7 separate regions of the Mus musculus genome follow, and all the other regions are linked to region 1. A link is a contact called in public Hi-C, HiChIP or PLAC-seq and promoter capture Hi-C data. All regions are on one chromosome and are shown on one strand. The core of a region is the stretch at or near the end of the contact, and the rest is flanking DNA. Distances in the headings are between cores, read along the strand shown. Region 1 holds the start of Eva1c (eva-1 homolog C (C. elegans)). Region 2 holds the start of Tmem50b (transmembrane protein 50B). Region 3 has its middle 16 kb from the start of Gm35714. Region 4 overlaps Scaf4 (SR-related CTD-associated factor 4). Region 5 holds the start of Dnajc28 (DnaJ heat shock protein family (Hsp40) member C28). Region 6 holds the start of Ifnar2 (interferon (alpha and beta) receptor 2). Region 7 holds the start of A930006K02Rik (RIKEN cDNA A930006K02 gene).

Evidence for each region. Promoter capture Hi-C pulls out the DNA fragments that hold promoters and counts their contacts. A called contact is a pair of places that touch in the nucleus more often than the background predicts. HiChIP or PLAC-seq counts read pairs in DNA pulled down with a chosen protein or histone mark.
Region 2: a contact with region 1 is called in a FOXA1 HiChIP or PLAC-seq map of pancreatic cancer cells. The contact joins the promoter of Tmem50b here to the promoter of Eva1c in region 1. A contact is called at or near these places in 1 of 39 promoter capture datasets (liver), 1 of 484 Hi-C or Micro-C datasets (embryonic stem cells) and 2 of 115 datasets of contacts at active chromatin or transcription factors (microglia and pancreatic cancer cells).
Region 3: a contact with region 1 is called in a Hi-C map of the N1E-115 cell line, with 4 times the contacts expected there. The contact joins the enhancer-like site here to the promoter of Eva1c in region 1. A contact is called at or near these places in 3 of 39 promoter capture datasets (hippocampal neurons, liver and stem cell-derived epiblast-like cells), 1 of 484 Hi-C or Micro-C datasets (the N1E-115 cell line) and 1 of 9 other capture datasets (adipose tissue).
Region 4: a contact with region 1 is called in a promoter capture Hi-C map of hippocampal neurons, with 2.4 times the contacts expected there. The contact joins the enhancer-like site here to the promoter of Eva1c in region 1. A contact is called at or near these places in 6 of 39 promoter capture datasets (the 3T3-L1 cell line, 3T3-L1-derived adipocytes, cranial neural crest and 3 more) and 2 of 115 datasets of contacts at active chromatin or transcription factors (astrocytes and embryonic forebrain).
Region 5: a contact with region 1 is called in a promoter capture Hi-C map of liver, with 4 times the contacts expected there. The contact joins the promoter of Dnajc28 here to the promoter of Eva1c in region 1. A contact is called at or near these places in 5 of 39 promoter capture datasets (hippocampal neurons, liver, pre-B cells and 1 more) and 1 of 9 other capture datasets (embryonic stem cells).
Region 6: a contact with region 1 is called in an H3K4me3 HiChIP or PLAC-seq map of embryonic stem cells, with 8 read pairs. The contact joins the promoter of Ifnar2 here to the promoter of Eva1c in region 1. A contact is called at or near these places in 5 of 39 promoter capture datasets (embryonic stem cells, liver, stem cell-derived epiblast-like cells and 1 more) and 2 of 115 datasets of contacts at active chromatin or transcription factors (both in embryonic stem cells).
Region 7: a contact with region 1 is called in an H3K27ac HiChIP or PLAC-seq map of embryonic stem cells, with 4 times the contacts expected there. The contact joins the promoter of A930006K02Rik here to the promoter of Eva1c in region 1. A contact is called at or near these places in 1 of 39 promoter capture datasets (liver) and 2 of 115 datasets of contacts at active chromatin or transcription factors (embryonic stem cells and pancreatic cancer cells).

The regions. Positions count from the first base shown.
Region 1 is chr16:90,828,691-90,832,637 of GRCm38.p6, reverse strand. Eva1c (eva-1 homolog C (C. elegans)) reads right to left here and starts at 1,779. Exons shown (of 8, transcript NM_001199210.2): 1 at 1,206-1,779. The coding sequence starts at 1,365.
Region 2 is chr16:91,595,535-91,599,500 of GRCm38.p6, reverse strand. Tmem50b (transmembrane protein 50B) reads left to right here and starts at 1,821. Exons shown (of 7, transcript NM_030018.3): 1 at 1,821-1,919.
Region 3 is chr16:90,186,213-90,190,222 of GRCm38.p6, reverse strand. No RefSeq gene overlaps it. Among named protein-coding and RNA genes, the nearest start is that of Gm35714, 16 kb to the left of the region's middle. Within about 2 kb of position 2,527, at least 11 of the 459 cell types and tissues checked have an H3K27ac peak or open chromatin away from gene starts, as enhancers often do. A contact at or near this core is called in the N1E-115 cell line and liver, where this site is marked.
Region 4 is chr16:90,250,804-90,254,646 of GRCm38.p6, reverse strand. It overlaps Scaf4 (SR-related CTD-associated factor 4), which reads left to right. Exons shown (of 20, transcript NM_178923.4): 8 at 2,197-2,390; 9 at 2,664-2,772. Among named protein-coding and RNA genes, the nearest start is that of Scaf4, 32 kb to the left of the region's middle. Within about 2 kb of position 2,271, at least 7 of the 459 cell types and tissues checked have an H3K27ac peak or open chromatin away from gene starts, as enhancers often do. A contact at or near this core is called in hippocampal neurons, where this site is marked.
Region 5 is chr16:91,617,467-91,621,068 of GRCm38.p6, reverse strand. It overlaps Dnajc28 (DnaJ heat shock protein family (Hsp40) member C28), which reads left to right and starts at 2,070. Exons shown (of 2, transcript NM_138664.2): 1 at 2,070-2,311.
Region 6 is chr16:91,370,071-91,374,184 of GRCm38.p6, reverse strand. Ifnar2 (interferon (alpha and beta) receptor 2) reads right to left here and starts at 1,402. Exons shown (of 9, transcript NM_010509.2): 1 at 1,111-1,402. Gm36587 (a long non-coding RNA gene) reads left to right here. Exons shown (of 4, transcript XR_876244.2): 1 at 1-595.
Region 7 is chr16:91,463,136-91,467,211 of GRCm38.p6, reverse strand. It overlaps A930006K02Rik (RIKEN cDNA A930006K02 gene), which reads right to left and starts at 2,108. Exons shown (of 2, transcript NR_077219.1): 1 at 1,576-2,108.

The DNA of each region.
Region 1 (3,947 bases), core at 530-3,029:
TGATATTAAATATTCTAAGCAAAGAACCTCTGACCTCAGCTAACAATGAATGACATTCTCTGTAAGCAAACCAGAAACCCAGCTCAAGTCTGCACTTCCAGTTTCTTTGCCTAGTAGTCTGTCACACGAGCAGAACAGAGCGGAGCAGACAGGTGACTTTACCACAATTATGCTGAAAAAGAAAAGAAAAAAAAAAAAAACGGTAGCAAGGGGGTTGCTAGAGTCTGTGCCCAGCCTGAGCTAGGCAGAAGGTCCCAAGAGAAAGGATGTAGGTAGAGATAGATGCTTCTTGGGGTTGATGGAGAAAGATGCCGAGCACATGGAGATCCGGGGCGGTTGCAGTGGTAAAGACATTTGTCACTTTGAGCATGGATTCTAAAAACCATCCCCACAACTAACTGCCACCTGCAGCCTTGCCTCACACCTTGCTAAGGTATTTTGCTCAGAGGTCAGGTAGGAATTCGCCAAAGAGCACATTGATCTTTGACTTGGCAGGAGAAAGTCGTGTGTGTGTGTGTGTGTGTGTGTGTGTGTGTGTGTGTGTGTGTGTTGGGGGGGGGGTGCTGCCACCTTTTGTTGGAGAGTCATGCCTCTGAGTCCAGTCTCTGTTCTGTCAGCTTCTATCAGTCTCCGGGCATCTCCACCAGACCTCCAGTCTTCCCAGGCTCCCCCCCTCGAGGCTGGCTTGGACTTTCTGTCCAACGTGCCCTGGACAAGTCTCCTTACATGGGTACCCTGGAGTCTGGTTGGGACGCACCCTTATCGTGTGAGTGGCCAGCCAAGTGCAACCCTTCGTCCAGACCACGGCAATCTTCCAGAGTTGGGCGTGGTACCGGGCTCAGCTTAGGGGTCCGGGCTCAGCTTAGGGGTCCGGGCTCAGCTTAGGGGTCCGGGCTCAGCTTAGGGGTCCGGGCTCAGCTTAGGGGTCCTCTGGTGAACATGCAAAGGTCAGGGCTGCGTCGCCGATGCCCAGGAAACTAACAAAAGTCAAGAGAGCCTAGAGAAACTCGAAATAAGCCCGGCCTTAATAAGGGCTGACTTCCCTGCTACCACCACCTAGATGCCAAGGGCTCCCACGAGGCAAGATAACTAGTTAGGGAGAACACTTCAACTTTAATCCAACCAGGTAGTGCCCCATGCAGAGGCCACTCACCTGGGCAACAGCTAGGGGAACGCGGGCTCGAGGCAAGCAAGAGCGCTCTTACCAGAGAAATCGGTGAGCGCGGAGGTCTCTTTGGAGCACACTAGGACCGTGCAGTAGAACAGGCGCAGAAGCTGCCCCGGAGGCTCTACCTGCCTGCGGAGGCCCTGATTCTGCGCCGATTGGGGCGCGGGTGGTGGACGCGGGTGTCCTGGCAGGAGCATGATGCGCGGCGCGGCTGGGCGCGGGCGCTGGCGCTGGGATCGCAGGCAAGGAGGACCGCGTCACATGGCGGGGCGAGTCTGTAGCCACCAGCTCCCGGCCCCCTGCCGCCTCCTTGTCCAGGCTGCTGGAGCTTCTTAGGCGGTCGCCGCCGGGTCCGGGATCCCCAGCCAAGGGGAGGGGGCGGAGACCCGGGGCGGGGCGAGGATCCCAGGGAGGCCGAGGCGTAGTTTCTTCAGAAGAAATCTTCCTGGCTCCATGAACCTAGGGAGCCAGCCTAGGGAGTTTAGGGGGTGTCACCTCGTGCTCCGGAGCTTGGCCGAGGCCGATCGGGGGCGCCGAGCCCAAAGCGGAGAGCGTCTCCAGCAGCGACCCGATGCTGCGCAGCTTGAGCGCTTTCCACGCCGGTGTCTCTAGGCGGGGTGATGGTCAAGAGCTGCTGGCTCAGCTTGCGCTGGCTCGGCGCCAACCTCACCCAGGCCGGTGGAGCAGCGCGGCTGGTGCCCGTCCGTGACGCACTTTAGAACCAAGGCAGCAGCGTACAGCCCTGGCTAGAGGGGAGCGGAGATCGTGGGAAGGGGGGTGGGAGGTGAGGTCCCGGAGATAGAGACATTACCGTCTCTGCCACCTTCAGCGCTTGTTGTTCAGCCACCAAGCACGCAGTACGTCTGATCGCACTGAATGGGAGACTGGGTCCTCAACTTTCTGCCCACCATAGAAATCTGCCTAGGCTCTAGCAGTCCGGACCTGAGGGAGCTGGTAGTCTCAAACCAGTCACGAGGCTCCGAGCCAGGTTCCTTTTGCTCGGATGGAGCTTCCTGTGGGTGCTAGTTGACAGCAGCCCTCGGGGATCTGAAACTGGGCTGGAATAAACAGCGGCTGAGCGCTTATAATTGAGCTTTGTTTTAAAATGGGCCACGGCATCTATATGACCCTGTTGACTACGTGCGGTGTCTACGCATTTGGACACCCGTAGACCAATAGATCGGTGATGACACCAGGGACGATGAGCGGGAGTCCAGAGCTGCGGGGCCAGGTGCTAGGCACTCGAGAGACCCCAGACCTAAGAACAGCGCAGGCGTCCAGGCCCCGCGGCGCCGGTGGGAAGGAGGAGGGCCCGGCGGGCGGGCGGGCGCTCGGCACAAAGTGTTCCCCATCCACCGCCGGGAGGGCTTGCCAAGTTCACCCAGCGCGCCTGACGCGGAAACGTAGATAATGAGGCCCAAGGGCGGGTCTAGGCTTCCAGCCCCGCCCTGCTCTGGGAGCAGAGCTCAGAGTGCGGAGGCCAGGCCAGCAGAACAAGAGGACACTCTGCCTCCCTGTGGCACTGTCTCAGAGCTGGACCACTAGATTCTAGGAGGATGACAGCCACACATCCTTCGGGGGGCTAGGTCGCCCAAATTGAGATCCTGAGGGTGGGAAGAAAATGCTAAATACTGGTGTTTGTATGGAGAGACCCAGTTTGCATAGCCTTGGGCTGGAGAGATGGCTCAGCGGTTAATAGAACTTGCTGCTTTTCCAGAGGACACTAGTTCAGATTCCAGCACCCAGCGCTGGCAGCTTGCAACCACCCTGAATCTCTCTCAGGGGACCCACGAACTCGAACTCTACTCTGCCCCCCCCCCCACACACACACAATCTTTTTTAAAAACACAGCCTCAATAATCATGGGATATAAGTTTAATATGAACGTCTTATGTTGGGTAAACTAAGGCTGGAAGAGTAGGTAAGGTTGCTCAATTCACAAAGACCACTGGAGAAAGAGTGTGCAGACCTCGGGTCCCTCCTATTCGTCTATCTTATCCCCTCATCTAGATCTAGATTGGCTACCAGTGTGTGTCAGGTTCTTTGGCAGGGCATGAAGATGCGGGCCCAGTAAGGGAACCGTGCTCCCTGAGGGATGGGGGCAGGCAGCATTGTGCTGTTGGGGCTGTAGAAGCTTCCAGATGTCTCTGACACTGTGAGTGCATCTCCATGCGTCCATATTGTCAGGCTGTGACCAGGTGATGCAGGAGATGTGTGTGAAACAGCCTGAGACACACAGAAGGTATTCGGTCCACGGGAGTCATCACTATACCAGGGAAGACAAGACCTTGGACCAACCACACCAAGTGAATGAATCCTCACAAAAGACAAGGAGCTTAAAGAGCACAGGAGAGTGAGAGGCAGGCTGGGGGCGGGGAGTGTAGACATTAGGGAAATGTTTATCATTAGACAGATGGAAAAGACAGGAAGAGTTGACTACAACATTCGAGCCAACAAGACCAGTGATCTGGAGGTGTGTGATCTTGGAAAGAGAAACCTGAGCTGAAGAGATGCTCAGTGGTTAAGAGCATTGACTGTTTTTGCAGTGGACCTGAGTTCAGTTCCCAGCACCCACATCTGGCAGCTCACAACTGCTTATAACTGCAGGGAATTGGATATCTCTCTGTTTCCTCACTCACATGCATACACATACATGTACACATTAATAATAATAATAATAATAACAATAATAATAATAATGAAAAAGGAAGAAAGAGGGACCTGAAGGTTAAACTCTGAGAGGAGCATGCTTCCACAGAAGAATGGGAAGTCTAAGGTG
Region 2 (3,966 bases), core at 572-3,071, 770 kb before region 1:
TTATTTCCCTATTTATTTATTTATTTCATGTATATAAGTATACCATTGCTCTCTTCAGACACACCAGAAGAGGGCACCAGACTCCATTGTAGATGGTTGTGAGTCACCATGTGGTTGTTGGGAATTAAACTCAGGACCTCTGGAAGAGCAGTTGGTGCTCTTAACCATTGAGCCATCTCTCCAGCCTGTGTATTTTTGTTTTGCCTGAATGCATATATGTGCACCATTTGCATGCTTGATGTCCAGGGAATCCAGAAGAGGAAGGTGGCCCCTGGATCTGGAGTTACAGGTGGATGTGAGCCCCACTCTGGGTCCTCCGGTAGAGCATCTTCCCAGTCCCCCTTGCCCCCCTTTTTAACTGATGGAGAAGTGAAAGCAGACGGCACATTCTGGACAGGCAACGCACTACTACTACACTATATCCCAGATCCTCCAGTAGTTTTGAGACAGGACCTCACTTCAGCTTGATCTTTTGTTTTGTTTTGTTTTGTTTTGTTTTTGTTTTTGTTTTTTTCGAGACAGGGTTTCTCTGTATAGCCCTGGCTGTCCTGGAACTCACTTTGTAGACCAGGCTGGCCTGGAACTCAGAAATCCACCTGCCTCTGCCTCCCAAGTGCTGGGATTAAAGGCGTGCGCCACCACGCCCGGCTCGGTTTGGTCTTGAATTTGCTGTGTAATCCAGTCTGACTGGAAATAGAAATATGCTTGAGACCATGATCATACCCAAGCTGAGACATTTTGGAATGCAGGGATCACAGGCATGTATCACCACACCTGTTTATATGATGCTTGGGATACAAGCCAGAGCCTTATGTATTTAAGGCTAAATAATGTACCAACTGAACTACATTCCCTAGCTCTGGGACAGATACCTAAAGATGTTCCCTTCTGCTGCCCCTCTTGCTTGTTAGTGTGTGTGCATAATCCCATACTCCAAAAAGGAATTTATGCAGTGAATATTTATTGAATACCTAAATCCTAGATTATATACAAGAACTACAGGAGTAACAGGATCCAGGATGTCATTTGTGACAGTTACGTGACACAAAAATCTTTTTGCTTTACTCTATCTAGGTGAAGTGTGTTTTTACCTTCAATGTAGTAGTAACTTGGACTTTGCATCTTTCTTTAACTGCATTTATATTCTGTAGGAAATGTGGTTTTTGAAGTTATGCTGAAAAATCCAGAGGCAGTATCTCTAAAGGAGATAAGTAAAGATTTGCTCCCAAAACAAGCCAAAAATCTATTTGGATAGACGGAAAAAGGAATCAGGCTGAAATAGCTATGTAGCTTTGCTTTGCGGGTACCCTCAGAAAACCAGTACTGACTGGGATCCCTGGACCTGTAACTTCATCTTCTGAGGTCTTGGTTTTTGAACGTCTTGGAGTGCGTTCTCGACTCTCGGCAGCTGGTGAACAATGCTCAACTGCTGATATGCAAGAGGACCTTGCGTAATAGGCTTGGGTTCCCCGTACCGGTGCTCTCACCGATGCTGAGGCGCTTGAGTTTACACTACTACCGCAAACCGCAGCAGGAGAGGTCCGGACCTCAGCTCCAGGACGCAGGTAGAGCACCGCGCCAGCCCCGCCCTCAGGAATCAAGCCCCGCCCTCTATCTAATCGGTCGCACTATGATTGGTCTCCGCAGAGCGCACGGGTCCAGCCCCGTTCCGCCTCTGAGGTCCCGGTCCCGCCTCCAGGGGTTATGCCCCGCCCACGCAGGCCACTTGCTGCAATCCCATTGGTTCCTGCGGTGCGCACGGCGCCTCGCCCCCGCCCCACCGGCGCCCTGGCCTCCCGCCCGCCGCCGGCCCCCGGCTCCCGGACTGAGGTTGATCGGGCCGCTGCTTCCCGGACAGACGCGCGCCCTCGACGTCCCTGCTCCTGCCTGGGCTCGGTGTAGACTTCGCAGGTAGCCGGGTGAGTGCGGTTGGCAGGTCTCGGGTTTCTGTGATCTGCCGATCGAACGCAGGGCGCCGGCCCGGCGCGGCCTGAGGTTCTGTGGCGCCGCCCGTGTCGGTGCCAAGGAGCGCGCGGGCGACCGGCGGGGCCCGGCCTGCGCCCGCGTCCTCTCGGCGCCCCGTGGCCCTGACGCCGCCGTGACCCGCGCTCAGCCGAGGCAGGCCGCTCCGCCGCGCATCTCGTCCTGAGTCTGGGGAGGTCCCCAAGGCGATCGGTAGGGGATGGAGGTCCTGTGGGGCACCGCCGCAGCCGCCACCGAGGCCCCACGAGCGTCTGGGGACGAGCGACCCTCCCGTTTGCTCGGAGCCGTTGCCAGGAACTGTCCTTGTATCCTTGACTTTCCCCTCCATCCTGCAAGCGCTGGGGGGAGAGGGAGGAGAGGGAGGAGAGGGAGGAGAGGGAGGGAAGTCTTTGGGAATTCATCCTAAGTGGCGAGTGGCCTTTTCAGAGAAGTAGCAGAGCAGTGGTCGTTGTAGGCTAGGCCATTTTGGTCTTTAGCCAGTAAGTTGGTTTTCACCACTGGAAGGTACTTGAGCCTGAGAGGTGGGTAGATACGTGACCTTTCCGACCGTAGCAGCAGAGGGCTGGGCTCGCTCTTCCACCTTGCTGCTGCGATGGGAGGAGGGGCGTGGGAATTCAAACCTCTCGCTGGAGTAGATATGCTCACCCTCAACAACATCCACCCCCCTACCCCCCCGTGCATCCTTCGCGCTCCAACTCTTCACCCTATTTGTACCACAAATCCCATTTCTAGATAATTCCAGGGGCGCTTATTCCCAGGCTTCTCATCCTCCTTTCTCGTTTGTCTTTTCTACCTGTGTGCGGCTTCCAAAAACCAGAGCCAAGCAATTTAAACACTTAAACGAGCATAGTGTTCAAAGACTTCCTGATCCTAAAAATGAAACCCAGAGGTTAATTTGCATAGCGATGCTTCAAGAAAAGCAGGTTTAATCGGAACGGGGTGAGGATGTAGTTTTTTCCTCTTCAGGAGACACACCCTTTGATCCTCCCCATTCTTCCTCTATCAGCTAGACAGCAGCCTTCAACGCTATTGCGTTGTTTGGTTTTGGTTTTGGTTTTCTAAATTCACTACTGGGGTCAATTGATTAAAGAATCAATCTTGCTTAGTCCTTATGTGTCTTTTAATGTAATAAACATTGAAGAAGATTATCAAGTAAAGTTTTCAGACAATACAGAAACAGCAAATAAAAAGTGAAACCCTCCAGCACGCCTTAAATCCCAGCACTCAGGCAGGTGAGGCCAGTCTTGTCTACAGCTCCAGTTCCAGGACTGCCAGGACTATACAGAGAAACCCTGTCTTGAAAAAAAGGCTGGGGGAGTTCCTCAAAATTCTCTCCTTCACTCTCCACTCTTTATGTCCCAGTTCTACTCTTTTTTTTTTAATTATTTATTATATGTAAGTACACTGTAGCTGTCCTCAGATACTCCAGAAGAGAGCATCAGATTTTGTTACGGATGGTTGTGAGCCACCATGTGGTTGCTGGGATTTGAACTCGGGACCTTCAGAAGAGCAGTCGACGCTCTTAACCACTGAGCCATCTCGACAGCCCCCCAGTTCTACTCTTAAGGAGGCCATCATAACACAATGCTATTTGGCAACAGATAATGACACATTTACACATTGATGTATGTAGACTAATCTTTTTTTTTTTTAATTAAAATTTTAAAAGTTGCTAAGAGGGCTGGAGAGGTGGCTCAGAGGTTGAGTGCTCCCTGCTATGAAAGAGGACCCAAGTTCAGTTTCTTGACTGAAGCCACATCAGACTCACAGCTCCCCTGAAACTCACACTCCAGGGAATCCCATGACTTTGGCCTCTGTGGGCACCTGCACTCAGATGCACTCCACACAGGATCACATATATACAATTTCAAAAGCCGTGTGCTGTTATTTGGATGTACAATAATGTGTTTTTGGTCTCTTACTGATAGACATTTTGGTTGCTTCACCTTGTAGGAGAGAGTCCTAAACACCAAAGCTGGGCCT
Region 3 (4,010 bases), core at 1,278-3,777, 640 kb after region 1:
TTTCCTAGACTACAAGCACTCTGGGTAGCTTGAAGCCAGGACCTCTCACTCAGTCCAGCTCATCCTACGTTGCCCCTGTCCTGGTTGAATGCATCCTCTTAGCTGATTTCCTCCGCAGACTCACCTTGAAGCCTGTGTTCCCCATGCGCCTGGCAGATGGAGACAGGAACAGAATGCCTGCAAGGAACTCGGGTTCTTTCCAGACCCACTCTTAAATTTCTTCATTTGCCCATGCTTGCAATATTAACAATTAGTCAAAGACAGAGGAATTAGAGCACACGTCTGTGGCCCTTCCTAATCTTTGCCCATGGGCAGAACTGTCCTTGCGTGATCACAATTCTGGTTGGTCTACAGGATAAAGTGTCCAAGCAAGATGGTGAAGGTGGCATCAGATTGAATTCTGCAAAGAAGTCATAAAGCTGGTCAAGGCTAATGGATGCAGGCCTCCAGAAACCATGGCAGCCAGGGGAGGAAGGGGTGTGACCTGCCTGCTGGAACCAGGAGAAAGACTCAGACCCTGCCACTGGAAAGAAACACTGACCTCTCTCCTGCCTCCTCGGGTTTCTTCTCACTGCCTCTCACTAGGCAAACCCAGAGAAGCCCAAGGGAAAGGACTCAGAAAACACTCATGGAGGTCAGCCCTTATGGAACAAAGCACGGTGACAGAAAGGTAAGGAGAGGCATGCGGAAAAGCTACCAGTGATGGACAGTAGCCCTCCCAGTGATGGACAGTGATCCTCCCAGTGATGGACAGTGATCCTCCCAGTAATGGACAGTGATCCTCCCAGTGATGGACAGTGGTCCTCCCAGTGATGGACAATGATCCTCCCAGTGATGGGCAGTGATCCCCCAGTGATGGACAGTGATCCTCCCAGTAATGGATAGTGATCCTCCCAGTGATGGACAGTGGTCCTCCCAGTGATGGACAGTGATCCTCCCAGTGATGGGCAGTGATCCCCCAGTGATGGACAGTGATCCTCCCAGTAATGGACAGTGATCCTCCCAGTGATGGACAGTGGTCCTCCCACTGATGGACAATGATCCTCCCAGTGATGGGCAGTGATCCCCCAGTGATGGACAGTGATCCTCCCAGTAATGGATAGTGATCCTCCCAGTGATGGACAGTGGTCCTCCCAGTGATGGACAATGATCCTCCCAGTGATGGGCAGTGATTCCCCCAGTGATGGACAGTGATCCTCCCAGTAATGGATAGTGATCCTCCCAGTGATGGACAGTGGTCCTCCCAGTGATGGGCAGTGATCCCCCAGTGATGGACAGTGATCCTCCCAGTGATGGACAGTGATCTTCCCAGTGATGGGCAGTGATCCCCCAGTGATGGACAGTGATCCTCCCAGTAATGGACAGTGATCCTCTCAGTGATGGACAGTGGCCCTCCCAATAATGGATAGTGGCCCTCCCAGTGATGGACAGTAGTCCTCCCAGTGATGGACAGTAGTCCTCCCAGTGATGGACAGTAGTCGTCTCCACATCCAAGCTTTAACTTTCTGGTTTTCAATTACTCCAGTCATCTGAAGCTTGAAAATATTAATTGGAAATTCCTAAAAGATAACCTCATATCTTATTTTTCTTATAACATAATTTTTGTTGCAGTGTATTGTGACAATTATTTTATTTTTGGATCTTGTTAATCTCTTACTGTGCCTAGTTTACATGTAAAACTATCACGTATGTTTATATATAGAAAAAAAAGTCTCTTAGGATGTATACCTTATTAATGGGAGCTAGCTGAGTTTGTTGTTGTTGTTTTGTTTTGTTTTCAAGACAGGGTTTCTCTGTATAGCCTTGGCTGTCCTGGAACTCCCTCTGTAGACCAGGCTGGCCTCGAACTCAGAAATCCACCTGCCTCTGCTTCCCAAGTGCTGGGATTAAAGGCATGCGCCACCACTGCCCGGCCAGGAGCTAGCTGTTTTGATTTGTATTTCACATGCTTTACAGAAGACCAAGTTCCTGAGAATAGATGTCTTTGGAAGCCTTGCTAACAAGTTCAAGTAGGTTATCATCCGCGTTTGCTAACCTGGAAACAACTGTGTGAGAGGGGCTGGAGCGTTCAATTCCCAGCAACCGCAAGGTGGCTCACAACCATCTGTAATGGGCATCCGATGCTGTCTTCTGGTGTCTGAAAACAGTGACAGTGTACCCGCATACATTAAATAAATAGACAAAAAAATAAATAAATAAATAAATCTTTAAAAAAAAAAAACCACGTGAGAAGCAAATGACCCTGACATATTAGATACTGTTCCCTTGCTAGGATAAAGCACCATGACCCACCAGAAGCAGTTTATAGAGGAAGGAGCTTATTTTGGATTGTGGTTCGGGTGTGTGTGTGTGAGTGTGAGTCCATCACGGCATCGAGGTGCAGCAGCCAATAGTAGGCATGGAAGCGCGAGCAGAAGCTCAGAGTTCTTATCCCTGGTGGCAAACAGAATTAAAGGGAGCAGATCGGAAGTGGGTGGGTCTGTGTATTCTCCAGGCTAAGCAAGGCCACACTTGACCTACCAAACAGCGCCATCAACTGAGCCTGTTGGGAAATTCCCACCCATGTCACCACGATCCATAAGAGCAGTAGAGCAGGAGCGAGGCCACTCGTTTTATGAGGCTGCAAGGCCCCGAGGCGGGTGGACACAGACTGAGTGGAGCGAACAGTCTGTGAACTCTGACCCCGTGACCCTTCCTCCATTTCCTCTTACCATAATCAGGAGGACACAGCCTGCCTACACGCCATCTAAGTCCCAGTCTTCCTTCCCTTTCTCTCTCTCTCTTATTTGTAATAATCAATCAATGTCTTATTACATCTCTATGTCTTACATCCTTTTTATTTTAATGCTTAGAGGCATGGCCTTGCTGGGCAAGCTCGGCTGTTAGTAATTTTCTTCTCAAAACCTATAGTTTGGGAGCAAAGCTTAGCAAAGTGTGTGGGGTGGCAAGCTAAGCTAGCAGACATTAGGAGGGTAACACTTTCTGTTCATTTAGGCACCATTGAAAAGGACCCTTCAGATTTTATGTCATATACTTAGCAAGTATAATGTTCACACACTAGTGTCCTTAAAGGGATGACGTGTGGGTTCAGGAGAGAGAAACTGAGTGACGATCTCTCTCTCTCTCTCTCTCTCTCTCTCTCTCTCTCTCTCTCTCTCTCTCTCTGACACACACAGACATTCATGCATACAATGAACAGGGGTGACTCCCATCCTCAGAGTGTGATCAAGATGAGAGGATATGAGGATCAGCAAAGGACTGTGGGAAATGACAGGAATCCGGCAGCTCCTCAGGAGTGCCTCTGAGTACCTTGGGGCACAGTGTCCCCCTTGCCAGATGGATGGTGGATCCCCAGGAGCTGAGAACAGCTTCATGGGCAGGGGACAGAGTCAACTGAGCAAGCACCTCCCTTCTGTTTGAAAGGTTGTCCCTGGTGTCTGCAGACCTGGTGATCAGCTCTGTTTTAAATCAGAGAACAGGGAGGCTATGAACAGTGAAGTAATTTGGCAAAGCCACCCAGTTGGTGAATGCACTGGCATTAGAACTTCAGGAATACACTTGTATATACTCACCTTCTTCAACCACTGCCTTATGAAAGCAGGTTTTATTGGGTTTTCCCAGGATTATAGACCAAATATGATAATACAGATTTGACATAAGAAATCACATCTTCTTATTGACAGGTACCCAGAATGCTCAGATAAACTGCCAAGCATAAAAGTGCTGAGAAAAGATGAGCTATCCAAAATACCAGAAAAGCTAGCTCCTGATCATCAAAGGTCCCAGAACGATGGCTTAAGTGGCCAGCAGGTGGCAGCAAGGTTTCACTGTTGTCTTGAGCCCAGACTCGCTGATCGGTCCTTCAGAATCCACTAAGACACAATGGAGACAGTCACTCCTCCCCTCCACTCCAGCCTTCCTAGGGTTGGATCTTAAAGATGAGTAGCCTGGATCTCTGCCTCTAAATGTGTGCTTTCCGCGAACCTTGAATCTCTAACAACAAAACATTG
Region 4 (3,843 bases), core at 1,022-3,521, 580 kb after region 1:
TGTACTTGTAGAAAACCAGCAAATGTACAGTTTTTTTTTTTTTTTTTCAGGTAGATGAGCAGCCTGTAAGTCCATGTAATGTCAGCAATGTAGACTTCCTGGGAACATCCCAAAGGGCAGCGGACTAGAAACTTGGGCAGGCTTTCTGTGCTGTGCTCCTCAGGGGCTTCTTCAGGAAACAGTTCTTGGGGGAAAGATCATGTCCAGGGCCCACTTACTTGACAGGTCGATCTGCTACACTCCTGGTCTACTGATTAAATGACGTGGTCTAAAGTATTTTACCCCCGCATTAATCGCAGTAATGTCTTTATTAGGGTGGACCTGACAACTGGTGCCTATATTAGATATCCAGGTTGACGCAAAAATTACCCATCACAATGTACCTGTCGAGTAGACAGTACTCTAAATGCATCTCTTCAGCTCTCAGATGTGCTGAGAGTTTCTCCTGCAGAGAGTTCATTTACTTTAGTGAATGGATTTCTTTGTATAGGCTGTTAGTACTTTTTGTTTCATTCATACTTGCATTTCTAGTCTTTTGGAATCTCTGGGTAGTACTGTTTGTCATTCTCCGCAGCATCTGCTGCTGTTACTTTCCCTCTTACATACAGCAGTGGAAATGCTGAGTAAGACCACGGCAGTGGTTTTACCTGAAGGAGTTGTTTGCACAAAGACATTTTATGCTGGGGGTAATGGCATGGGGTGTGTATGCTGTGTGCTCTGTGCTCCTCATTGCAGTGAAGCCTGTTTTACACTAGACACTGGGAACACTTACTCAGATCTCTCGACATCTTCCTCTAAACCACCAGAAATTATTTTTTTAATTTTTTAGATTTTTTTTGTTTCAAATCTTTTTCCATATCAATATATATGGATATTAAAACTGAAAAAAAATGTATCTTGTTGTTACCACAAGTTAGTACCTGAAATACAGATTATATTCAGAAAATACTAATTGCTCTTTTATAAAGAAGTTTACTGCTTTGATGATGCACATCTTTAATCCCAGTACTTGAGAGGCAGAGGCAGAAGCAGGCAGATTTGAGTTCGAGGCCAGCTCACTCTACAAAGAGTGCCAGGCCAGCCTCGACTGTTACACAGAGAAACCCTATGTCAGAAAAAGGAGAAGAGTTTTTTACTATGTCACCAAACACTCTTTACACTTGTTCTGTGTAATCTGTTGTCTAAGGAAAGCCCTTCCTCTTGTGACTTAGAAATCTTTTCATAACGTACACTGGAGCTTGAAGGCAGAACAGCACAAGAAACGTGAGTTAGGAACCTGAGGTGTAAAGCCATGAGTTTAGTAGGCATAGCTGGAGAGAAAAGTTAGCTGATGTCCTGAGCCTTATCTATGTAAAGTATGAAATCAGGTCTGTATCACAGATTTTATTATGATTACAAAGTGTATAGTCTCTCTAAAGGGAGCCACAGTAACTGTTCAGTGCATTACATTTCCTTAAAATAAGCTTAATTTTTTTAAAGTTATGATGGGAGTGAATTACGTATGGCATGGTTCACATGGAGGTCAGAACAATTTTGAGTAGTCTTTTTTTTTCCCCTTCCACCTTTGCTAGGGTTCTAAGGGTGGAATTCAAAAGGCTTGCAAGACAGGCAGCTTACCTGCCAACCCATGAACTTACAGATTATATGGGTTAGGTTTTTTGTTGTTTGTTTTAAGAAAAGTTTGGGAAAATTTGTATGAGCTGTGAAGTTTTAAGAAAGAAATTTTATAGTAAAACTGCTGAAATGACTGTTGGCCCTGTCCTACCCCATATATTTTTTTCTTTGATTATATTAGTATATTCTCGACTGGGCAGCACATGGGCATATGTGTTTATAGGGATAGGGTAAAGTCTGCACTGTAGCTGCCTGAAAGCATACACCTATTAGCCTGTGCACAGAGCTCCAGAAGGCTAGCCTAAGCAAGTGGGTGTTTTACATAAGTGTACTCATAAACTTACTATGAAATAAGCAAAAAAGAACACTGCTTTCATCATTGGAAAAGGAAAATAGAATTTAAGTTGTATTTTTTTCTAACGTGCACTTAGTCAAAATTGCCTGTCTTTAGACCAAGGCCCCCAGAACATGCAGGAGAAAAAGAAATTGTTTATAGAGCATGGTAGGGGCTCGTGCAAACGTGTGATTTCTGTAGTTTCTCTTTTAGTGACTCAGTCTTTGTTTTAAAATGGAATATTGCAGAAGCTGCTTGATAGATTCGATTACGATGACGAGCCAGAAGCTGTGGAAGACTCAAAGAAAGAGGATGCTGCAGCCATCAGCACCGCAGCCCTTGCCACGGCTGCGCCTCCTGCACCCACTGCAGCCACACCTGCTGTTGCCACGGCTGTGCCTGTGCCCTCTGCTACCTCTCCCCCTCCTCCACAGACCCCATTGTGAGTTCTTCCTAATGCCTTGAAAGTTGTATAATCTAAGCACCAGTTAGGATAAAAACACATTCCAGTACAGTCTTTGTTTTAAAAAATTATATTAAAGAAATTCCTATTGGGAATAGTGTCCTTATCAGAGTTAGAATTTTAAAATGTGGCATTTGTGTTGTACTAAATTTGTTGATTGCTTGTTACTCCAGAGTGACATTCTGTAATGTAAATGTGACTTAGGGCATTGAGTGCTTTGAGTGAGTAATGAAAGTGCTCACCTCATTTTAGTGGGTACCCTGGAGATGGCGTGCAGCAGCCAGCATACACACAGCATCAAAGTATGGACCAGTTTCAGCCTCGAATGATGCCAATACAGCAGGATACGATGCACCATCAGGTACCGGCATTTTTCTTTTTCTTTTCTTTTTTTTCCATGTTTACATTTTATTCCTCTTTTGTTTGTTTGTTTGTTTATTGTTTATTTGAGACAGGGTTTTTCTGTATAGCCCCAGCTGTCCTGGAACTCCCGCTGTAGACCAGGCTGGCCTCGAACTCAGAAATCCACCTGCCTCTGCTTCCCAAGTGCTGGGATTAAAGGCATGCGCCACCACTGCCCGGCTTCCTCTTTTATTTTTATTAGATATTTTCTTTATTTAGATTTCAAATGTTATCCCCTTTCCTGGTTTCCCCTCCGAAAATCCCCTATTCCCTCTCCCCTCCCCCTGCTCACCAAACTCCTGCTTCCTGGCCCTGGCATTCCCCTACACTGGGGCATAAAGCATTCACAGGACCAAGAGCCTCTCCTCCCATTGATGACCAACAAGGCCATCCTGGGCCATTTTTCTTGTACTGACCTTTTTGTACTTCTGAGCACTGCTGTTACTGCACAGTTTGTGAGGCGAGCTGCAGCTCCAGTGGAGGCTGTGAAGTGGCTACTGTCTTGAGTTGCTTTTGATTTCAGTTACAGGGTTAGAAACATGACATCTTCATCTAATAATAATAGGTGTTTTCGTTAAAATAATTTAATAACATTGACCTTGTAAAGAAACCTCCTAGTCACACAATGTTTCCTTTGCTAGAGTCTCTTTCCTGCATGCTGTGATGATTGGATACTATAGAGAGCTTTCCATTCTTAGTGTCAGTTGTGTTACTAGTCACACCAGAGGGTTACAGGAAATTCTGTAGCTTCGCTTTGCTATGAATGGAAGACCATTGTTTTTTTCTTTTGTACTTGTTTCTGAGATGACGCCTTGTGTGAGGATCTGTCTCCATTTGTAGATCAGCCTGACAACTCTGCTGTACACCATCATGCCTAGCAAACACGGGTTTTTGGTTTTTTTTTTTTTTTTGGTTTTTCGAGACAGGGTTTCTCTGTGTAGCCCTGGCTGTCGTGGAACTCACTCTGTAGACCAGGCTGGCCTCGAACTCAGAAATCCACCTGCCTCTGCCTCCCGAGTGCTGGGATTAA
Region 5 (3,602 bases), core at 821-3,320, 790 kb before region 1:
GGCGCACACCTTTAATCCCAGCACATAGGAGGCAGGCGGATCTCTGTGAGTTTGAGGCCAGCCTGGTCTACAGATAGAGTTCCAGGACAGCCAGGGCTAGGACTACACAGAGAAACCCTGTCTCAAAAACTGTCTGCAGTGTTACACTGCCGCCCTGCATGGTCGAAGGGACGGTTGGCAGGTGGGAAGGAAATCCCATGGGTTAGGGAAGCCACTTACATAGAAACCAGCTACTAGAAGTCTCGGTGACCCCATGACCTGGAGATTAGAATGTTCAGTTTGACCTCGGTACTCAAGATTAACAACAGAGGACATTAATGCTCTAGCTCTTTATTTCAAGCTAATCTTCCACCCGTTTTTTAAGTACCAGCCTTGCCCTACAGTAGCTGATACCAGGTCTCCAGAGGAGAATCCATGTGTCTGGTTGCCTGAAATCAAAATACGCCTTAAAATAGCAGAGGTGATAATAGAAGGCGGAGGAGTCGGCAGGGCATGCTGCCACACCCCTTCCCAGGGGAAGAGGAAACCATGTCTCCGTTCTCCCTGGGTCCCAAACCCAGGGCCATTCTGCCAAAGCTCACTCTGGGCAGACATCACTAGGCTTCCTTACAGAGCTTAGCCAGCCTCCTGAATTGCCTTCCCTGGCCTATATACCCAAGCCCCTCCGCCAGCCACTGGCAGTTAAGGCAGATTTGCATACAACAGGTGGGAGCAGTGGACCCAGATGAAGGTTGTGCTGAGTCAGCAAGCCCGGGCGATGGGCTAACACTTTTCAGGCAGCACAGCCAAACTCCCACAATGCTTGGCTCTCATGATGGTCACAACAGAATACTATTTAGACACATTGAGTGTGAGCGGCTACTATATACACATTAGTTATTCAAGATTGAGATAGCCCAACCTGTAAAGACTCTACCTTCATTCAAGCTTGACCACCAGGATCCACACGACAGAAGCAGACAACCAACTCCACCAGTAGAGACCACAGCATACAAAACACGAAACTACACATACAAAACATAACCGGTGTAATAAGATTTTCAAAGCCAGATGTGGCACGCACCTTTCATCTCAGCGCTTGGGAGGCAGAGGCAAGTGGGTTCAAGGCCAGCCTGGTCTACAGAGTTTCAGACTAGACTGGCCTCAAACTCACAGAGATCCACCTGACTCTGCCTTTATATGCTGGGATTAAAAGTGTGCCGCTAATTTTTTTAAAACTGTATCTTTAGGATGGAGTGCGGTGACATGTCTTTAACCATTCAAGAGACAAGAGGCAGGGAATCCCAGCACTTGGGAGGCAGAAGCAGGTGGATTTCTGAGTTCAAGGCCAGCCTGGTCTACAGAGTGAGTTCCAGGACAGCCAGGGCTACACAGAGAAACCCTGTCTCAAAAAAACCAAATAATAATAATTAATAAAAATAAAATAATAAAGAATAAAATAAAACCAAAGACACATTTTTCCCTTCTTTTCCAACCCCTGGCTATGTGCGGTGCTCAATGGGGTGAGGTATCGTACAATACGCAGAGCCCTGACAGAACTTGCCTTGCATGCATAAGCCCTTGGTTTTATATCCCCAACATTCCATAAACAAGTAGCAATTTTACTGTGTAATCCCAGCACCTGGAAAACGGAAGCATGGAGGATGTGCAACCCAAAATCCCTCTTTACTACATAGCGAGTGTGAGGCCAGCCTGGGCTAAGGGAGACAGTGTCAAAAAACAAGAGCCATCCACCCAAACAAACTTGGCTGGGCCAGGCAGTGGTGGCGCACACCTTTAATCCAAACTTGGTTGAAGGAAAGACCATCTTTCTAGGCTTAAAGAAGCCTACTGACGGTGCAGGTGTCCCATAGAGGCAAACGGCCTAATCTTCCTCCATTTAAAACAATTTACTGAGGTCAGTGCTCTTCAAATTACATACACGTTGGGGTCACAAATCTATCACAAGCCATAACTCCTCTCCAGGCCCTAATGCCTCTACTCTGCACCTGCCGGAGAACTACATTTCCCACAATCCAAATCGGCCGAACCCTGCCCTCGAAAGCGGGTAGAGGCGGGGCCTATCGCCCCCGGCACAACAACAAGCGTCCAGGGGAGTCTGTCCTCTGTTCCGTGGGGGATGGTTTTATAAGAAAGAGATCGCTGTCCCTGGTGAGGGAAACTACCTGTCGTAGTAAGGTATGAAGAAAGGCTCTGCAGTGTAGCGCGGCAGAGGGTCCAGTAGCCGAGACAGGGACGGAGCGGGCCACGCGTGCTGCGCAAAGGCGCAGCTTGAGCTTCGAGCCGCTGAACCCCCATCACGTCTGTGAAGGTGAGTAGGGGGTGCAGCGGACCGACACTCTTCTGAGGCACCCCTCACCACGGTGAGCATAACCACCGGCATCCCAGACAACTCTAAAATCCACTGACCCCTATATTGTGACATCGGGCTACCATGACTTCTAAAACGCACCTTACATTCAAAGGATCAGTAATCCTCCAGTAAGTACTCCGTTGCCTTTCGTCAGTGTTCAGTATCTTTTTCCACAGGACCATGCGTTTTTAAATACAGCAAAAGCTCTCTCACCCTTTATCGCCCTTCCTTGCCCTGGCACCTAGCAAATAGCGAGGTGCAGACCTTAAAGTCGCTTGCATTCTTGATTCTCAGTCCCATCTGGTGTCCCACTGAGTACCGGTCTGTATGTTCCCTGTTTGATATGCAGCAAGTTAGATACTTGGAAATGGTGACGACCATTCTACACTGTATGCAAAACAAAACAACAACACAAATTGTGCTCAGGGAAATGTGTAATTTGCTGAGTATAGCTAAGCCAAGTGTGGGGCTTGGATGCTCTCCTTTAGTCCCAGCACTCAGGAGACAGAGGCAGGCTGACCTCTGTGAGTTCAAGTCCAGCCTGGTCTACATAATGAGTCCCAGGACAGCCAGGGCTATGTAGAGAGACCCTATCTCAAAAACAAACAAGCAAAAAGCAGTTAAGCTTTACTGTGCCCCAAACCTAACCATTTGCAGTACCTGGTAATGTAAGTTCTTTGGTTAACCTTAAGAGTTGCTTAACCTTCTGGACCCGTTTTCTTATAAAATGAGAAAATTAGGTTAGATGAGTTTTAACAACTTTCTAGATCTAAAATTCTGTGCATTGGATCCGGGCGGAGGTATGCATGTCTTTAATCCCAGAACATGGAAGGCAGGGGCAGGTGGATCTCTCTATGTTTGAAGCCAGCCTGGTCTCCAAAGTGAGTCCAGAACAACCAGAGCTACACAGAGAGAAACCCTGTCTTCAAGCAGTAGACTTCAGTTCCTGTCACACTATGTGATAGCCAAACATCACTGTCATTTTCTAGCTGCACCAAGAAAAGTCATAGATACTTATATATTCTTGTTTAGCAACATTGTTACAAAGAACTGACTTTCTTTTTTATATACATATGGTGTTTTGCCTACACTATGGCTGTGCACCATGTGTGTCCAATGCCTGAGTGGGCCAGAAGGAGTCAGACCCCCTGGAACCAGAGTGAGAGACATTTATTAGCTGCCATGTGGGTGCTGGGAACCACACCTCAACCCATTCTCTTGCCCCCAAGAACCAAAGCTTACTAAGGAC
Region 6 (4,114 bases), core at 153-2,652, 540 kb before region 1:
AGGGGAAAAAACTTTAGAATAGTCACATCCGGGTTTTTCTTTTTATGATTTAAATTTGAAAAGCCACTTTTGAACAACAGTCACTTCCTGCGCCACACTGATGAACCTCATTAACGATCCCCAAATTGCTAGTGTGTTGGTGAAGTCGATGAAGCCATATTTGGTGTGACCTCTGTTACCCCAGTACCAGACCCCACCTCATTACTCTCCCAAGGCTGCACAGAAGGACTGACAGGCAAGGGACAGGGGACAGTAGGGCAAACTCAGTCTCTGGTCCCAATCTTAGCACCTTTCTTAGATGACACTTGGGCTATTTCCTAAGATCTCCTGTCACACAAAACAGGGACATAAAACAAACATTAAAACACAAAAGTTCATAGGTTGTCAAAGTTTTCCAGTAGAGCCATGTTAACCAAATAAATGGGTCAATGGGGCCAACGGTTTACCGCATGCACTATTGGCTGGCTTGGAATAGAAATGCAAGCTACCAATAAACTCAGTGCCTTTCCTGTATCCCATCCCTGCCCATCTTCTGCGGGCCACAACCCCTTCAGTGACCTCGTAGGAGCTTGAACAAACGATCCTGGGACCTTAGGTAGGTTTCAGGGCGCGCAGTGTGTGTGTGTGTGTGTGTGTGTGTGTGTGTGTGTGTGTGTGTGTGTGTGTGTGTAGGGGGAGGGGTGTCAGGACGCAGAACAGGACCCAGAGGCTGGAGATGATAACTAGCTTGGCAAGGCGTAGTGGATCCTAAGGAATGTGGACCCCCTAGGATCTGGCAATGGCTCGGGCTAAGGTGCCCCATGCACCCTCGGTGAGGCGACGCTGGTGGAGTGAAGGCAGAGAGCCCACAAAAACCCAGAGTTCACCAAAGGAACGGTGAAAGGAAGGCGCCCATGCGGGGGCCACGAGGGCCCCCCATACGCAGCTTGTGGGTCGGGGGAGCTAGAATCCTCAGACTCTCCACGGAAGAAAGGCAGGAAGAGGCGGAGTCCCGAAGAGGAGAATTGAAAAGGGGATTCCGGGAACTGGCAGCGGGGAGGCGGCCCAGTCCTACTGTCCGCGAGGCGAGCGACACCCATTCATGTCCCCGTAATGCCCGCAGTACAGTACCTGAATCGCCGGGTCTCGTGAATCCCCCTCTGGGATGTCCTGGGGCCACCTCCGAGCTGCTCTGGGCATCAGGCGCAGCTGCGCGCGGCTGGCGAGCAGTGGAGGCAGGCGGGAGCCGAGCCAGGCGAAAGGGACGGCGGCGGGATGGCCGGTGCCCCGCGACCCGAAGAGTCTCCGCTGGCAGCCTGGTTTCCCCTGGTCTAGGGCTAGACCACGCAGGCTCCCGGAGGCCAAGGGTTCCCAGCCGCGGGGTTAGCGGTGAACAGAGAACGAGGCGAGAGGCGGGGCCCGGGCGGAGCCGGCGACAAATGGGCACTTTCGCATCCATTACGACCCCACCCACTTCAAGTACAGTCCAGGGAGCCAGAGTTAACGGATCGGGGTTGTTGTGTTTATCGCTGCCTCCTTGGAGGACTAGGTAGTGCCTGATCCCTAGAACTAACTGGATACGAATGGGTTGGGTGCCTGGCCTAGTGATGCGGGTGTGTACTCTCTTCTTCCAGGAAGGCCTTGGCAGGAGGATCTCGAATTCAATACCTATCTGATACAGAGCAAAATTAAGGCCAGCCTGGGCAATGTAGGGACACCCTGACTCAAAATACAAAGGAAGAGGGGTCTGGGCAGAACTGAGTGTCAGAACGCTTGTCAATCATGCTTCCCTCTCTTCCCCTCCCCTCCCAGTCCTCCCTCTTCTCTCCCTCTCTCATCTTGTGCTTACTTGTTTTTAAGCTCCTCTGATTATAATTTTCCACACAGGACACAAACAAAAATTATAAATACCATAACTCATTGCCTGCTTCTTCTTGGGTCTTTGCTTACTATTCCCCAGGGCCCTCTCTCAAGACCAAACGATTTTTTTTTTTAAGGATTTATTTATTATTATATGTAAGTCAGACACTCCAGAAGAGGGAGTCAGATCTCGTTACGGGTGGTTGTGAGCCACCATGTGGTTGCTGGGATTTGAACTCTGGACCTTCGGAAGAGCAATCGGGTGCTCTTACCCACTGAGCCATCTCACCAGCCCCTTTTTTTGGTTTTTCAAGACAGGGTTTCTCTGTGTAGCCCTGGCTGTCCTGGAACTCACTCTGTAGACCAGGCTGGCCTAAAACTCAGAAATCCGCCTGCCTCTGCCTCCCGAGTGCTGGGATTAAAGGCGTGCGCCACCACGCCCGGCTAAAGACCAAACGATTTTAGAGTAAGGAGAAACAATCTTTCCATACCTACTTAGGAACTGACATCCCTTGTCTTCCGAAATGGAATACGCGGGAGCTTTCTGTAGCGTATGCACAGTCTAAGTATGAAGGTGGAAGTTCCAAGGTGGAAATGCTAATGGAAGTCTGTAAGAGGAGGCGTGGCAATGATGCCTACCTGGGCCTGGATTCTCACTTTCAGATCTCCGAGGGAAGAGAAGGGGAGGTAGTTCACAGTTTATGTAAAGGGATTTTCTTTCCGTTAAAAAGCGTGTGTATGTGTTTTCCCCCTCTTTAAAGACAAGATCTCTTTGTGTGTCCAGCTGGCCTGAAACTTAAGATCTCCCCGCCCTACCCACCAAATGCTAGAATCACCATTCCAGAGCCACCATATGCAGTTTAAGAGAACAGTTTCATCTACCAGGACTGACAGTTGCTGAGTCTCTCTTTCTGGGCTGACCTGAAGAGGTTTCCACCACTTATGTCACACTGGCAGAATTCCTACCAGTCTCATGAATTTGAAAGGCTCTTATCTGGGATCCTGGTTCTCTACAAAAGCCGTTCAGTGCTGAAATAGTTTCAGCCACAGTTTCAAAGAAGTTGTAGAAGTAGCCCCGAGCAAGTGGGGTAAAGATGATACAAAACTGTGGTCTGCATGCCCCCTTTTATATACACATGCACATTAAAAATAGAAATATTTCAGAAAACGTGTGGGATTGGAAATCATTATGTTCAGCAAAATATACCAAACTCAGCTCAATAATATTGGTCTGTTTCTGTCATATGTGGAGTGTGGACTTAAATATATGCAAATTTACATATAAGCAATGGAAGTAGACAGAAGGCATGAAAGTAGAGGAGGAGATCCAAGGAGGGAGGGAGAACCAGAGAGGACATCAGACATTCAAGTCATGAAAGTAGAATCCAGGGGCTCTGTACCTGGGAGGAAGAAGGGAAGACCAAGAGGAGGAAGGGGTGGCCAGGGAGGAATGAGGGCACAGGAATAAAGTATAATGGGGTGCATGCGAGCACACACACACACACACACACACACACAGCACACAGGATTGTTGAAATTTCTATGTATGCCCTTGTGGAAAAATTATCATTGTCCTAATCACTAAAAACAAAACCCAACTGATCATGGGCTCCCCAACGAAAGGACTGAAGGAGCTGAGGGGGCTTGCAACCCCATAGGAAGAACAATATCAACCAACCAGACCCCCGTGCCCCTAGAGCTCCCAGGGACTAAACCACCAACCAAGGAGTACACATGGAGGGACCCATGACTCCAGCTGCATATGTAGCAGAGGATGTCTTATCAGACATCAGTGGGAGGGGAGGCCCTTGGTCCTGTGAAGGCAGCATGCCCCAGTGTAGGGGAATGCCAGGGCGGGGAGGCAGGAGTGGGTGGGCAGGTGGGTGTGTGAACACCCTCATAGAAGCAGGGGAATGGGGAATGGGATAAGGGTTTGGGAGGGTGGGAAAGGGGATAACATTTGAAATGTAAATAAAGAAAATATCCAATAACCCCCCCCCAAAAACTCTAAATGTTAATATGATTAATTCCATGAGAGCATTCAATCTCACTTTTAGGTCAAACAGATCAATTACATGGGACACGTAGTAACACAAATGCAGTCACGTGGTCTTTGATATGGTAGCAGACAGTTCTCTAGAAGGAAGGCAGTCTTTCCACCGACAGCACCACTTCAGTTTGAATGAAGTATCCCAGGGTGCGTGGGTTAAAGATCTGGCTCTCACTGTGGTTCTACTGGAAAGCAGTGAAGCCTTTAAGAAGCAGAGCCTGCTGG
Region 7 (4,076 bases), core at 859-3,358, 630 kb before region 1:
CAGTCTGTATCTGTTTAAAAAAACCAAAAACCAAAACCATAAAATGACTTTCCCAGCCCTGTTAAGGGAATTAGGAGGAGATGAAAGAAATCCACAGTTATCAAGAGTTTGGGTGGCAACCTAGAGCGACACAAGATTTTAAAAATCAACACAAGCAAGTCTGGGAAAATGGCTCAGTCAGTAAAGTGTGTACAGAAGTCTGAGGAGTCACTTCCTTAGCCAGGCATAGTCATGTACCCACAAGCCCCAGGCTGAGGAGATGGAGACAGGAGGATACCTGGCATTCACTGGACAACCAGTTCAGCTGAATTAATCAGCTCCAGGTTCAGTTAGGGACTCTGTCTCAAAATAAATAAGATGTAGAACAATGGAGGAAGACGCCTGACCTCTGACCCCCACATCCGGGTGCAAAGCAATGTATACAGCTGCACAGGAAAACACGCAGGCACAAACACTAGGGCACAAAACAACACCAACAGCCCAACAGTTGCTAAGCAACAACGCTCTCTCCTCTGGACTGACTCTGAAGGAAGGACATTCTTCTGCTAAGCCAGAAACTGGCTGTACAGTGTGAGTAGGCGACTTCGTCTTTCAGTGCTGCAGCTTCCACTCCTGTAAAATGGATAGTAGCTGAACAGAGAGCTAAAAGTTTAACTAGTTTACGCTTTTAATGACTGGTGTAATCGTTAACTGGCTGAAAGTTAAATGAGTTTACACACTTAATGACTGGTGTAATTGTTAACTGGCTGAAAGTTAACTTAGTTTATACACTTAATGACTGGCATAACTGTTAACTGGCTGAACGTTAAATTAGTTCATACACTCAATGACTGGTATAATCAAGATCCTATCAGACGCGCCACCTGGCCATCCACTTCAGCATCTTTAATGTAGTTCCAGGAGACAAGCTCACATCACCCAGCACAGGGTATGGTGCTCCTGAGCCGCTTTCCTCAATTACCTCAGTGTTGGATTGCAGGCGGGTGCCACCACATTTTGAGTCATTTTTGTTTTTAATTATGCGTGTGTGTGTGTGTGTGTGTGTGTGTGTGTGTAAGTATATATACGTGCAGAGGTCAGAAGATCAGATTTTCCTGGAGATGGAATTAAGAGGCTGTAGAGCACGGGTTCTCAGCCTGTGTGGGTCTCCATCCCTTTCACATGGGTTGCCTGTTATGATTCATAACAGTAGCAAAATTACAGTTATGAAGTAGCAGCAAAATAATTCTATGGTTGAGCCTCACCGCAGCACGAGGGACTGTATTAAAGGGCTGCAGCATTAGGAAGGCTGGGAAACACTGCCCTAGAGTTAGCCACGACGCCAACAGCAGTCCTCTGAAAGAGCAGCAGCACCAGTGAGCCGTCTCTTTAGCTCCTGAAAATTAATTTCTCAATGTACACCCTGCTCAATTGTTAATTTTACATGAACATAGACATAAAACTCTTTTCACCCTGAGCTGAACATAAAACTTTCCAAGAACAAAGGTTCCAAAGCAACCCCCTGGGCTGTGTCACGCTGCTAGCATGAATTCCACCGTGTGCCATCTTCAGGGTGAGACCTGGGGCATCACTTACCTCCCTGAGAGGAGTCGGAACTTATCTCCAGGAGTTCTGGCTGGGATGCCGGGCTGTCTTTTTTGGTTTTATTGTTGTTGTTTGTTTGTTTGTTTTCATCACTATGAAGAGATCTCTCTTGTCTCTCACCCTTAGAGCAGTCGCCATTCTCCCGATGTAATTAGCCCAGTGGTTCCCTGGCTTATTTGTTATTGTTTTGTTAGCCTGCTCGACTGTTAGGAGTGATACTCTCATCTCACTCCTCCGTTAACCCGGGACAAACCGCACTAGGGCTGGAAAGCACATTTCTGCTGCTCTCTGGTCTCCCACCCACCAGCCATCCCAGGCTCGGGCCCGGGTCAGAATCCCAGGCTGGAGCAGAGCCATTGGGCGGGCGTCGGGGTGAGAGCGCTGGACTCAAGCTACCTGCGCCCAGCAATTACTCCCCGTTGCTCGGCCTTCGCTCACCTAAGGCTACGGGCAGAACCCGAGGTGCCTGGGCCAGCAGCACCAGAGACGCCGAGCCTACGACAGCCCTACCTCTTACGTCTTCTGTCACTTCAAGTGACGCGCCAAAAAAAATCCTTGGCCCATTGCAGCCCTCCTAGCAACACCCTCCAGCCCGGGCTCTGCCCTTCGGGAACACCCCATCTATTTGCTCCGCCCCCGTCCCGCCCTCCGCTCAGGCCCCACCCCTCGATGAAAGCTCCGCCCCCTCTGCAAAGGCCCTGTAGTATGCAGTCACTGTCCTCTTAATTTCCGTTTCCTGACAGGTCATGACCCTCCCCACTTCCGGAAGCCCACCGTTAATTGTTCCAACAGCAGAGGCGAACTCAGTTTGCTGCTAGAGCGCCTGCTCAGAGTTCCTGCACTGAGCGCTTTCGTTTCTTGGTTTTGTGTGTGTGTGTGAGCTATGGCTCGTTCCTCAAGGGCTCTCTTGGAACCTAGTGTGGGAACCCACGGGTGCCGGGCACCCTCGGTGGTATCAGAGAGGCAGGTAATTTCCAGTGTGCGGAGAGGTGACATCCTAGGGGCTGGGGTGGTCTGAGATTATGGTTCCCTGACACCTATTCGTAAAGAGTTCGAGCCTGCGTTTGAGAAGGTTATTTACTTACATACCTCAAGACTACGCTATGGAAATAAAATTTAAAGATGATGGATGAGGACATCGGCAGCTTCTGGACAAGCATGCATGGGATCCTGGGTTCAATACCCCGTGGCAGCAAAAATGAAATAATTGAATCGGGCATGGTAACACATGTTTGTAACCTCAGCAGGTAGTTAGCAGGGTGCCCCCATTATATTGGGAGTGGAGAGCCAGCCTGGGCTGCCAGAGAATCAATCTCTCTCTCTCCCTCTCTCTCTTCAGATCTTCTTAGGGTTATTATTGCAGCTATGACAACTGTTGTTAAAACAAGACAAAGAGGCTCAAACCCAAGCTCCTTGAATGACAAAAACGAAAGAATCAACCCCCACGACTGTTTGACTCATGAAATGAACAAGTCCTAAAGATCTGTGGATCCAACAGTTTTTGGTCGTGGCTACTAAGTCATTGGGAAGAACCTTACCAGTGACACATACTTAAGGTTGTTAAAGTTTCTATTTCCCACTGTCCAAGAGTTCTTGCAAACTCGTTGGAACAGTGTTTCTCAACTTTTGGCTGGAGATCCTTATTCAAAGGTTACCTAAGACCATCTGAAAAGAGGTATTTACATTACAATTTATAAGTGTAGCAAAATTGCAGTTATGGAGTAGCAATGAAAGTTTTATGGTTGGGGGGTCACCACAACATGAAGAGCTGTATTTAAGGGTCACAGCATCAGGAAGGTTGAGAACCTCTGAGTTAGAACAACTGATACAGGGATCTATAGCTAAACAATATGAAGAGAGTGAGACTTTAGAGCTTAAGGTCTTAAATGTGATGTCTCCACCAAATCCCTCCCCACCAAGGCACAAGAGTCTAGGCCAAAAAGGAGGCAGAAAGATACAAGCGTCAGAGGTGACAGAGGACTGAAGGAGGTAGTGTTTTCCAGATAGAGCAGGACTGATAGACAAGTGAACTCAGAGACTGTGGCAGCACACACAAGGCCTGCACACTGTCAGCCACAGGGTATCCTGACACCGAGAGCAGGATGTGGACAATAAATAAAGGAAAAAAAGAAGGGGTCCAGCTTCTTCTTCTTCCTCTTCTTCTTCTTCTTCTTCTTCTTCTTCTTCTTCTTCTTCTTCTTCTTCTTCTTCTTCTTCTTCTCCTTCTCCTTCTCCTTCTCCTTCTCCTTCTCCTTCTCCTTCTCCTTCTCCTTCCCCTTTCCCTCCTCCTCCTTCTTTCTTCTTTCTTCTTCTTTCTCCTCCTCCTCCTTCTTTCTTCTTTCTTCTTTCTTCTTCTTTCTCCTCCTCCTTCTTTCTTCTTCTTTCTCCTCCTCCTCCTCCTTCCTCTTCTTCTCTTCTTCTTCTTTACTTCTTCTGGTTTTTCAAGATAGGGTTTCTCTGTGTAGCCCTGGATGTCCTAGAACTCACTCTGT